Linked DNA regions of Drosophila melanogaster: region 2 is linked to region 1. Evidence: chromatin contacts called from public HiChIP or PLAC-seq data. All regions are on one chromosome and are shown on one strand. The core of a region is the stretch at or near the end of the contact, and the rest is flanking DNA. Distances in the headings are between cores, read along the strand shown. Region 1 holds the start of amn (amnesiac). Region 2 holds the start of CG34331.

The links. HiChIP or PLAC-seq counts read pairs in DNA pulled down with a chosen protein or histone mark.
Region 2: a contact with region 1 is called in an H3K27ac HiChIP or PLAC-seq map of the Kc167 cell line, with 2.8 times the contacts expected there. The contact joins the promoter of CG34331 here to the promoter of amn in region 1.

What each region holds. Positions count from the first base shown.
Region 1 is chrX:19,886,892-19,892,191 of dm6, forward strand. It overlaps amn (amnesiac), which reads right to left and starts at 3,169. Exons shown (of 1, transcript NM_078692.2): 1 at 1-3,169. The coding sequence starts at 601. The coding sequence ends at 59. The region is part of intron 4 of Hers (Histone gene-specific Epigenetic Repressor in late S phase); the gene reads left to right.
Region 2 is chrX:20,119,792-20,125,091 of dm6, forward strand. It overlaps CG34331, which reads left to right and starts at 2,662. Exons shown (of 2, transcript NM_001298549.1): 1 at 2,662-2,884; 2 at 5,105-5,300. The coding sequence starts at 2,693.

The DNA of each region.
Region 1 (5,300 bases), core at 1,919-4,418:
TATGTGCAAGCCGGAAAACTTGGCTTCTGGATTGTTCTAGTGTTTTGGCTTTTCTTTGCTATCTCATCTCTCCCAAAAGAGAGGGAGAGAGTGCTCTTGGGTTCTCGCGAGAGAACTTCGGCTGGCCTCGTGGCACTGACCGCCGACCAATCAGAGAGCAGCTTGGCCACTTCGTGAGCACCTTCGTTTCGCTGTCGTTGCATAATGGCCAAGAGGCGACAAGTGTTGGCCCAAACCGAGTCCGAGCAGCAGCGAAACGCTGGCCCACAGGGAAAACAAGGGAAAAGCACGAAAAATTCGGGCGCGGAATGTAAGAGCGCTTACAGCAGAGCACAGCAGCGCACAGCGACCGCGACTGAGCGCCATTGCGGTGGTAGTGGTAGCGGAGCTGCGTCGTTCGGCACTCTTCGGCTCTCTCTCTTCGGCTGGCGCTCAGCTGTTCGAATTGGCGGCAGAGCGCCAGTGCTGCGCTACCTTTCGAACCGCTTACAACGCGTCGCCGCAACGCGGACGCTCTAAAAAGTAAAAAAAAAGTGTAAAACAGTAATACGCAGTGCAACGCCACAGCAGCCGGATAAAAACAACAACAAAAACTGCGCATGTAAAGCTGTGTTTATATTACTTGTTTTTTTTTTTACGGTGTCTCGCTGTTTTTGCTTTCGTCGCAGACAACAAAAGTGGCAAAGTTTTCGCCACGGCATTGCTCATACGCCCCGTCTCTTGCAAATTCGCTCACACTCACACGCGCGCCAATACCAGCGCACATTCACATATATACAAGTGTACGCGCGCGTTTTTCAGTGTGTTTCGTTTCGTTTTTTTTTTCTGTTTCTGTTGGTGACATGCAAAAAGCAACAAAAAAATAATAATAAATACATATAACGAAAACGATTAGTTCGGCGTTTTCTCGTAAAAGTGGGCACCAAAATGCATCAGCCCAGGTGGAAATCAAAACAAAAACAAACCGAAAAATAAATAAATCATTTATTATTTAAACATCGCAAAGTAAGCTTCTCCTCGCACACAAACACACACAAACTCGCGCGCTCATAGACTGGCTCACATACACACTAGCATACACATCTCACTCACACGCAGATGGAGCAACAAGTTTGCGTGCCACAAAATTTCCATTCGGCAATTTTTTGCGATTCTGTTTGTTTTTATTTTCATTTTTTTTTTTTAGCCTGATAGTTGTTGAGAACAAGCCAGCTTTATCTTGTTGTTATTTTACTCGAAAATAATGTAGATGTACATACAGCTTGTCAAGTTTTTAATGCAATTGCTTGGGTCTAGATCGTTTATATATTTTTATTGTACATCTATCACGTTGGTAAACAATAAAAATTACGCTTGTAAACCTAAACAAATTTGATTTGGAACGAAAATACTTGACAAACTGTATTAAAATTTTAATTAAAATTTAAACTACGTTTCGGTTATTCCATGAACTTCATTTCAAATCGAATTGAAATGTGTTTTTCCACTGCGGTTTTTCAACTGCAATTAGGGCTTTGAAAATTGATAATCAGAAACCACAGACCAAATTCATATGGATTAAATATGCAATGGAACAATATTAACAAGTGACCTAAAATAGATTCCGAAAAAGCCCATATTGTTTCCACCAGTTTTCCTTCTTAGATCACAGTTCCTATAAATAACTCTCTTAGCAAAGGAGTGCATGAATCAGTAGATATGAGTGAGTCGTAAATATTTTATAATATCACGAGGAGATAGTTGGCTAATCTTGAATGAGATCACTAAGAGATCCTTTATATTATTTTTTCACATAGGATGCCATATGTCATTTGCTTGATTCAGGATGTTCAGTACTTTTGATTCATTTAATTTCAAGTTTGACAATGATATGTATCATCTATTTACTTGATTAGCGATCAAATCTGTTTTCCATCTTGCGCAGCGGTTCCGTTTGATACTCTATACATATCCGATATCCTTTCATGAATGCCAATGTGTGTGCGTGATTAAATCCGCACCATGTGGACGCTCGGAACATTTGGTATATGTGCATACATACATATATATCTGCTTAGATCCTTGATCCCACATTGTTCGCGGTCCTTGTCTTCGTATTCTTCGGTTGACGCTAAGTACAACGCCAAAGTATCGTCCTTCTGTCGAGGACGCTGTTGTTGTTGCTGTTGTTGCTGTTGTTGCTGCAGCACACACCTTTGCACTTTAATTTCTGGCGTCTTGTTTAGCATCTGCGCCGGGTGTTATTTAAAAATAAAAGAGGAAGAAGAACGAGCCAGGATGAATGGTAGGGATGGGATGGTATGGAATGGTATGGGGAGGGACTCGAGAGAGCGGGTATATGTGAAGTCGACTGGCGACGGCGGCGGCGGCAGCAGCAGCGGTTTTAATGTCAATAAGACGCGGCGGCTATTGCCAGTCACTCACACCATCGATCGCCCCCTCTCGCTCGCACACTTATACACGGCCACACGGCGTGTGTGTGCACGCGGTCAGGACGTGCACACACACACTTGCGAAGCAACAGTGCCGTCCCATATCCTTCGGCTTGTTTATCCTTATTTTCTCTCAATTTCATGCTTCCTGCTCCCCTGCCGACTTGCCTCCACCTAAACCCTCTCTCTCTCTCTCCCTCTCTCACACTGAAAGAAAAGGAGCAGCCTTTTGAATCTGTAGTTCTTAATCCTTTTCATCTGCAACAGATGTCACTGCCTAACATTTTTATCTGCGCGTTTTATCTGGATCCTGTAAAAAGGAAGCTATGGTTATGCTTGCTGAAAGGTATTTTCGCCAGTGTACATACTTAGCCACCAATCGTCTCTGGCTCATTATTGTTATTACGTATACGGTAGTAAGGGTAGAAAAAGGAGTAAATATACAACTAAGGCGTTTTCGTATGCGATTTCCGAATCATCCGTTATTATTAATGGGTAAATAAAAATTCGTCTCTTAGTAGATGAGTATCTTAACGTATTGCATTGGGGAAATAACTAAAATAGTAGCGTATCTATTAAAGCACATAAAAACATTAATGAGCACTAAAGTAACCGTTAGTTATTTGACAATTTGCCTGCCTGAATGACCAAATCTGCCGTTGGTATTGTATTGTTTTTCCGAGTCCGAAAAGCTTGCAATCATGGCTTTTGCGCACTTAGGATGTGCGCACCCCTTCCGAAGACTTCCACACACACGCGGACGCACATCAGCTGGTTAATAACAATACACACACACACACACACACACACACCGATGTGTGGAACTTGTTCTGCCTGCCACGCAATTTCAAACGGCCTTGAACGGCATTTGATAGTTGCTTTCGTCGTCGGTTTTGGCACTGCCCTAGACCTGCATGCCATGCCAAGCCATGCCATCTATGGGAACCCAATCCATACCACATATCAGTACATGTACATATATGTACACACATACATACATACATATATATATATCGTATGCAGCCACTCGTGCAGCTGTTGTCAAAATAAGGGTTCGTACTGGACTATTTCAATTAGTCGCTCAGAAAAGGGGTATATTGTCTTTGGGAAAACGCGTGCAACAGGTAAAGGGGTGTGTTTGTGGCATTATAATAGACGAGTTTCTGATCAGTAGCAACAGCTTTGTAATATATATGAAATATATGTATGTATTATGTATGCTTCAATGCTTCACAATTGTTGGTGCATATGCAGTACAGGATATAATTGAGGTATGTGTACATACATATGTACATACGTACATAGAAAGGATGTTAAAGCTGATAGGTTCCTTTCATCCGTTCGATTGGACTTTTCTGCATATTAGACGATATGATCTATACACTTATGTATATTACTTAATAATTAAAAGGAGAGGACGGCACTACGTTTAACTTGAACACAGGTGCACAACATACAGACGTTCATATATCCATATGTATATATGTGTACGTACCATGGATTTTGTCCAAAATTTGCATTTTGCAGCTGCACAACAACAGTTGAAAGCGATTCAAGTCAAGTCCGAGTCAAGTCGAGTCGAATGAAATTGATTCGATTGGCAACTCATAAATAAACATGAGCTGGGGAGATCGTTAAACGAACATGCTTGCTGCACCGCCCCTCTCCGTCCCACAAAAGATTCGCATTCTCCTAAAACCCATACAATCTATACAAACCATAAAGAATCGACCTAACTGTGGCAATATTGTAAATGCAATTAACTGTAGTTCTCTGCCGCCGCGCTGCGCAATTGAATGTCGGCCATTGGATAATCGAGGGGTTTGGGGAACTGGGACCACCATATAGGGGCAGTTAGCACGCGTCAACTCTATATAGCTATAAAACACGGCAAAGATACAAATACGGCAGTATTATCTATTCGAATCTTACTATTGGGATTCAGCGGGATACCAGAAGAAAGCATTGCTTTTGCAATCAAAAATCACCAAAAGTATAAAAATACTATCATAACTAGCCATGCGGATCTTACAAATCCAACGCTTGAACCATTGACCATTATTTTCTTACGTCGGATAAATTTGTTTTCAAAAAAAAAAAAAAAAAAGACTTCGTACCATCTTGTTTTAATATGTGACAGGAAGTTTGGTTTTAAATGTGCGGATTAGATTAGATACACGGTCATATCCCTTATCTATTTCACTTGAATTATTGTAATAAGTTATCTGTTGATATACTCGGAATTTCACTTAAGATGTGAACTTTACGTTGTGTTCTTTTACAATCGATCGAACGATCATAGATGAAATGTGATGATTAGCGGGCCCATAAAAGCGTTCTTTCTGAAGAAACTGCTCAAACTCGATCCATTTGCTTTGCCTAGAATGTTTTAAACAAATAACTGACTATGCGGCTAGGAGATCAAAACGAGTTTTTAGGTTAGTAAGCATTCAGAAATACTATCGCAGCAATCGCTCCATGGGCTTTGACTTTATGGGCTTTGAGCGAGTGAATAAATAAGTTCCGTTTGTTTTATATATATATAAATATTTTTTTTTTTTGCATTGCGGATCACTTTGATTAATTTATTCTATGGAAATTTCTTTCGATCATTTTTGCGATTAGTCTTCGCATTCTTCTCCCTCGTCTTCTGGTCTTCTGGTAGCGCCTACTCGTCTTCTACAACGCCCACACTAACTATGTATTTCCCCCCGATTTTCGTCTGGCTTTCGTTATCGTCACTCCATGGAGCTGTGGTGCTTTATATGCGGCTCCGGCTGGTTGTGTGACCTTCGCATAGCAAAGCGTCGCCATCGCCATCGCCATCGTCATCGTCATCGTCGTCAGTCGTCAGTCGACAACGGAACA
Region 2 (5,300 bases), core at 1,412-3,911, 230 kb after region 1:
TTCGTTTACACTACTCTTTAGCTGTTAAGTTTCGACATCTGCTCAACAAATACATGTATTCAATTTAACGGGTATATAAGCTTCATTTATAGTTTCTTTCAGATTCAAATAAATTCCGTTTCGGAACACCAATTGAAAAATTATTTTCCAGAGGCCGTAACAGTATTATGTGCAAGATAATAAACTTAATTAAGACAGCCTGCAAAATCTTAAATATGGCTGATTACCACACTTTAAGATACCAGTCATTGAGCTTTCAACTTTTGTGGCTTGTAGAAATGTATACTGGCTTGAAAATTGTTTGCTTATTTCGGGAAGTAGTGAGTTCGCTGTAGCGAGTAGCGCTTGCTCGTGATTAACTCGATACACTGAGAGAATTAAAATACAAACGTTCTATTGCATTATTTCTGGAAATGATGGTATCGCTTTTTAATTTCATAGGCCTAATCTCACAGTTTTCGTGTTTTCGTGAGTGTTAGTTTGTAGGCACATATCAGTTCATAAAATCTGTTCTATTCTGTTCTATTGGTGGTAAATAAAAATTAGAATAAAACACACACACAGTAATGTTAATTTATTAAAATAAATTCCCGCCTTTTGTGTGAACAACGAAATTTATTTTAGTAAGCTACAATAAATTTAAATGGCAAGGTGGCAGAACATTTGATCACATTGCACTTGATTGAATTCCCGCTGAGGGAATCAACCTCTTTTGAGTAACACCAAATTTCATATGGGAATTTGATTCCATTGAAGAACTTGAGCCTCTAAGCACAAGCCAACCACAACAATATGAGAAGCGGAAGGAGGCGGAAACTTTTTTAATTAAAAGGAAAAAGAAGGAATGAAATGAAACTTTTGCCACTGACAAAATGTTTCTCCCGGCCATCAACAAGTTAAGCACAACAGAAATTGTTTCTTTGCCGTATTTTTCCACCTGTTTTCTTCGATTCGCTTAAGCCTGATAACCGCCCACAAAAAAACAAATAAAACAACGAAGAAAAACCGCCCACTTAGCTTTTGTTGTTGCTCTACTTATTGCGCTTCATTTGCAGCAATGAAATTTAAGCGTTTAGAGAAAACTTTCTCCTGCTTCTTCGTTATTCAGTCTACTGTATGAGATTTATGCCGTTTTGCCAATTAGTCCATCAATTCCTTTCGTTCTGGCTTTGCATTTGTTGAATAACAATTGGCTAAAAAGCACTTTCAAGCCAGCTTTGTCCACACATTTGCATATGTATTTCATCACTTCCCGATGACAGCTGGGGGGTACGATACCATATTCTACAACTACTATCCAAAAATATATAGGCACGGAAATAGGGCCCTATGTACAATGTAGTCCTCGTCTTCCGGATGTTAACATCTTCACTTCGCTCGGTTTCATTGACTTTTCCCATGGGTGTGGGTAAAAAAGGCTGCGAAAATGGGAAAATTCGGGGTGGGGTTGCCTCTTGGCAGATGTTCCCAGTGTATTACATTTGAGCGCCGTAATTATTATTATTATTATTATTATTATTATTGTGTAATGTTATCATGATTATTTTTATGGTTTTTGCATTTTAAAACAAATGAGACTCGAGTATAGAAGCTCGCATGTATGCTGGCGGGTGCGCCAAAAATTACCCCAGAAATGGTGTTTTTATGTGGCTTTAACTGCCTGTCCGTTGCCCATCAATTTTACTAACTTCTGGCGAAATGACAGCGGCAGGGAGAAAGGAGAAATGTGAAAGCAGAAAGCAGAAAAGGAGCAAGGATACCAGCTCCACGAACATAAAAATCAAATTTCCGCGTAAATCGTTCGCTCAACATTTGTTATTTTGTGTACAAAAACGGAGAAAATCAGCGAAATTGTAGCCGTTTCCCCACAAAAATAATGTATAACATTTTGGCGAAAAAGTACACTTTTCCAATAAATAAGGGAGTGGCCAATGCCGATGATTCGAGGTGGTTCCAAGTAAATCAAACTCAAACAGCTCTTCAATAACATTTAACACTTATTCGTTGGAAAATATGTGACATGTTGAAGAAGCCCATAATCGACTTTATTTATATATGCATATAAATATATTAATATTATTCAGAATCACTAGCCGAGTTGATATGAACATGACCCCGTCCATTTGTCCGTCCGTAAAAACTGAGAAATCTAACAAGATCGTAAACTATTAAAACTAGATAGTTGTTGGTCGCTGTTTTGAAAACTGTTGTTTTTTAAAGTTTAAATGTAAACATAAACAAAAAATTAAACAGCCGCTAGATGAGGCTCCTACTTGCATATATACACATTTGTCTGCGGACGCTCTTAAGCCGAGTAATGGGTATCCGATAGTCGATAAACTCTATAGACTATAGAAATCTGTCTAGATTTCGTATTAATTATTATACATTTAATTGATACAATTTTACGATTTGTAGGCTCGTCTAGAGTTAAGTCGCAGAAATGCTCTCTCAACTCAAGCGGATCCAATCTGAAACTTGAGCCAAACCGAGGCGCAATCGCGAATGGGCAGATACTCGGGGAGTGCGTCCAGTTACAGTGATTAGAACGCGCGAGAGCTGAGAGCTGGGCTCGGTGACCTTGAGCGGGAAGTGAAACTGATAAGGCGGCACAATGGAGCACTGGAAGTGGATGCTCGAATCGAAATCTTGGAAACGGAACGGCATCAGTTGCTTCTTGCTTGCCACCGAGATGAGCGCAATAAAGCCCGCCCTGCTGCTCTGCCTGATCCTCACCATCGGTCTGTTCCTTGGTCAAGGTCGGGCGAATCCCGTGGAGACGAATGTTCCCGATATTCCCGCACCCGATGCCAACGAACTGGGCATCGATTTCGGAGAGGAGGAAGATGCCACCGACAAGCCACTGGGCATATTCACGATCAAGGTGCGCCACATTCAGCCGGACCCCGCCCACTGCGCCCAGCTCTCGCCACATCACCCACACCACCCCCAGTGCCACAGCTACTGCAAACGCCAAGGTCACTGGGTGGGCCAGTGCAAGAAGGACATCTGTCAGTGCTTTTCCTAGGTCTACTTCGACTGTAAGCCAAAACAGCGTTTTTTTTTTTCTTTTGTTGAGTGCAGCACAACTATATGACGAAATATGTGCAAATATGTTTATCTACCAACTAGTATATATATTAAAACTGGCAATGAACAATGAAAGCGAATCAAAATTGCTCAAATCATACACATAATATGTAGTCTTTGACCTTCTAACATGCACTGAATAGAAAAAGCAGAACCTTAATAAATCTTCAAGTTAAATTCAATTCCATTGGATGCTACATGGATTTTGGGTTTCTGGAGAACTAGTGTATGTTGGTTTTTAAAGGAATTTAGCTGAGCATTCAATCCGAAGTGTGATATAAAATGGAATATGTGATGGTAAAATGAATATTCATGGATCGACTTGCCCATAACCCAACCATTCCCATCAAGCGAAACTTTTGCAACATTATTGCTGTGCTAATTACCAAAATGGGTCCGGTCCGCATGTTATTATAACTTACGGGTTACTGAGATCGGTCAGGAGTGAAAAGAATTTCCAATTAAAACGAAATCCAAACTGAACTTCAAGGAGTCTGCGATTTAATGAATGTCATTGAGGGCCCCAGCCGCACCAATTATATCCATTAGTTGACATTTACGCAATGGATTGCGGATTTGAAGGAGGTGAAGTGGCGGTCCGAGGTCGCAGATACTCACATTATTGGCCAAGTTTGATTGATGGCATTGTTCTGTGCAATAAGCTGCAGGACTTACCCCAAGTGCCCCCCATCTGGATTCTCTCGGCTCTTCTGGGCTTCAGTGGGAATGCCCAAATCATAGCTTTGCCTAGTTAGATGTGACAAGGAAAATGGGTAAATGCGAAATAGATTTTCCATCCGTGTTGGCTCTGGCATTTCTATTCTATCCTCCTCACACATGCTGTAAACTGATTTTAGCTCAATATAATGTGACGTCTCTCGCTTTTGATAAGGGTTCTCCTCTCGGCCGGAGGCTGTCAAATGATAAGCAGCAGACAAGCCCAATAAAAGGGATATAGGCGGCACGAATGGCGAATTGTTATTATTATAACACTTGCCCGGGAAGGAGGGTTCGAGGGTTTCCCAAAAACAAGGCACGCACGAATGCCTTTCTAATTAAAAATTCAAAAACCTTTTTTCAGCCACTCACCAAATTGGCGAATTACGTGCCAAACAGAAAGAAAGAAGGTTCCCAGCTCGAATGGTGGAAGTATGAATTATTTATAGATATATGATTTTTATAAGCACACGCATTATAACAATTGAATCGCAATGGCTGGGATCAATGCAGAGGTGAATATTCCAATTAAACTGTTATTGATGCTTTTTTAAAACAACTTAAAGTATGCACACGCCAGTCGTATGAATATAAATATACCTATATTCCGAAGACATAAACTTTGACCCGCCTTTGCAAACTTCCCTACGTACATAATAGTTCATGATCATGATGAAATTAAGTTCCCTTAAAGTGAGTACAAGTTTTTTGAATATTATGTTTAGTTTTTGGCCTCATTACATCTCGTCCGATTAGATGCTGGGCCTTATTAGTTAGATTGTTAATCGTTTTGGGGCAGCAGGTAAGTCGCCTAGGAGGGATGGTTGGTGGGTGGGAGGGGTTACTTAACTGGCGCCGGGGGACACGGGATGGCGAATCCAGGATGCAGGCAGAGGCTCCACATTGATGGCAGATACTCCCCCAGCTTACATATAAAAATATACATACATATTTTCGTGTATATCTTTATAATAATTTGTTTGCCAGCAAAACTCTCCCCGGGGCACATTTAACTAAGGCACAGCCAAGGACAGCATTGATGGAGAAGTGGAAGGATGGGAGGGTCCTGCCGAAGGATGTGAGGTGGCGAGTATGCCGGCCGAACTGACTGCTCGTGGCAATTATAAATTGTTGAAAATAATTTCATTAAATATGTAAAAAGGCGACGCCGAATAGAGAAGCGTATTAAAGGCCGGCAGTGGGATCCTTTGGCTGCAGGAGTGTGTGTGTGTGTGTGTGTGTGTGCTCCCAACTACGTGCCAGCTATTAACTTTGACCCCCCCCCCCCCATCAACAGCACCCCAGGATACAGGAACCCCGGGACGCTGCCGCCACCTATCGTTGCGACCCTCGAACTTCGCCCCCCACTTCCGATGGCCTCGGGAAAAAGTTCCCCACCTTGAGTGCACATTGTGACGAAGATGTGATGCCAGTGCCGAGAGCACTAAGTAACTTATTAGCCCCGGGAAAAGTCGGCTTTTGGGCACATTCCA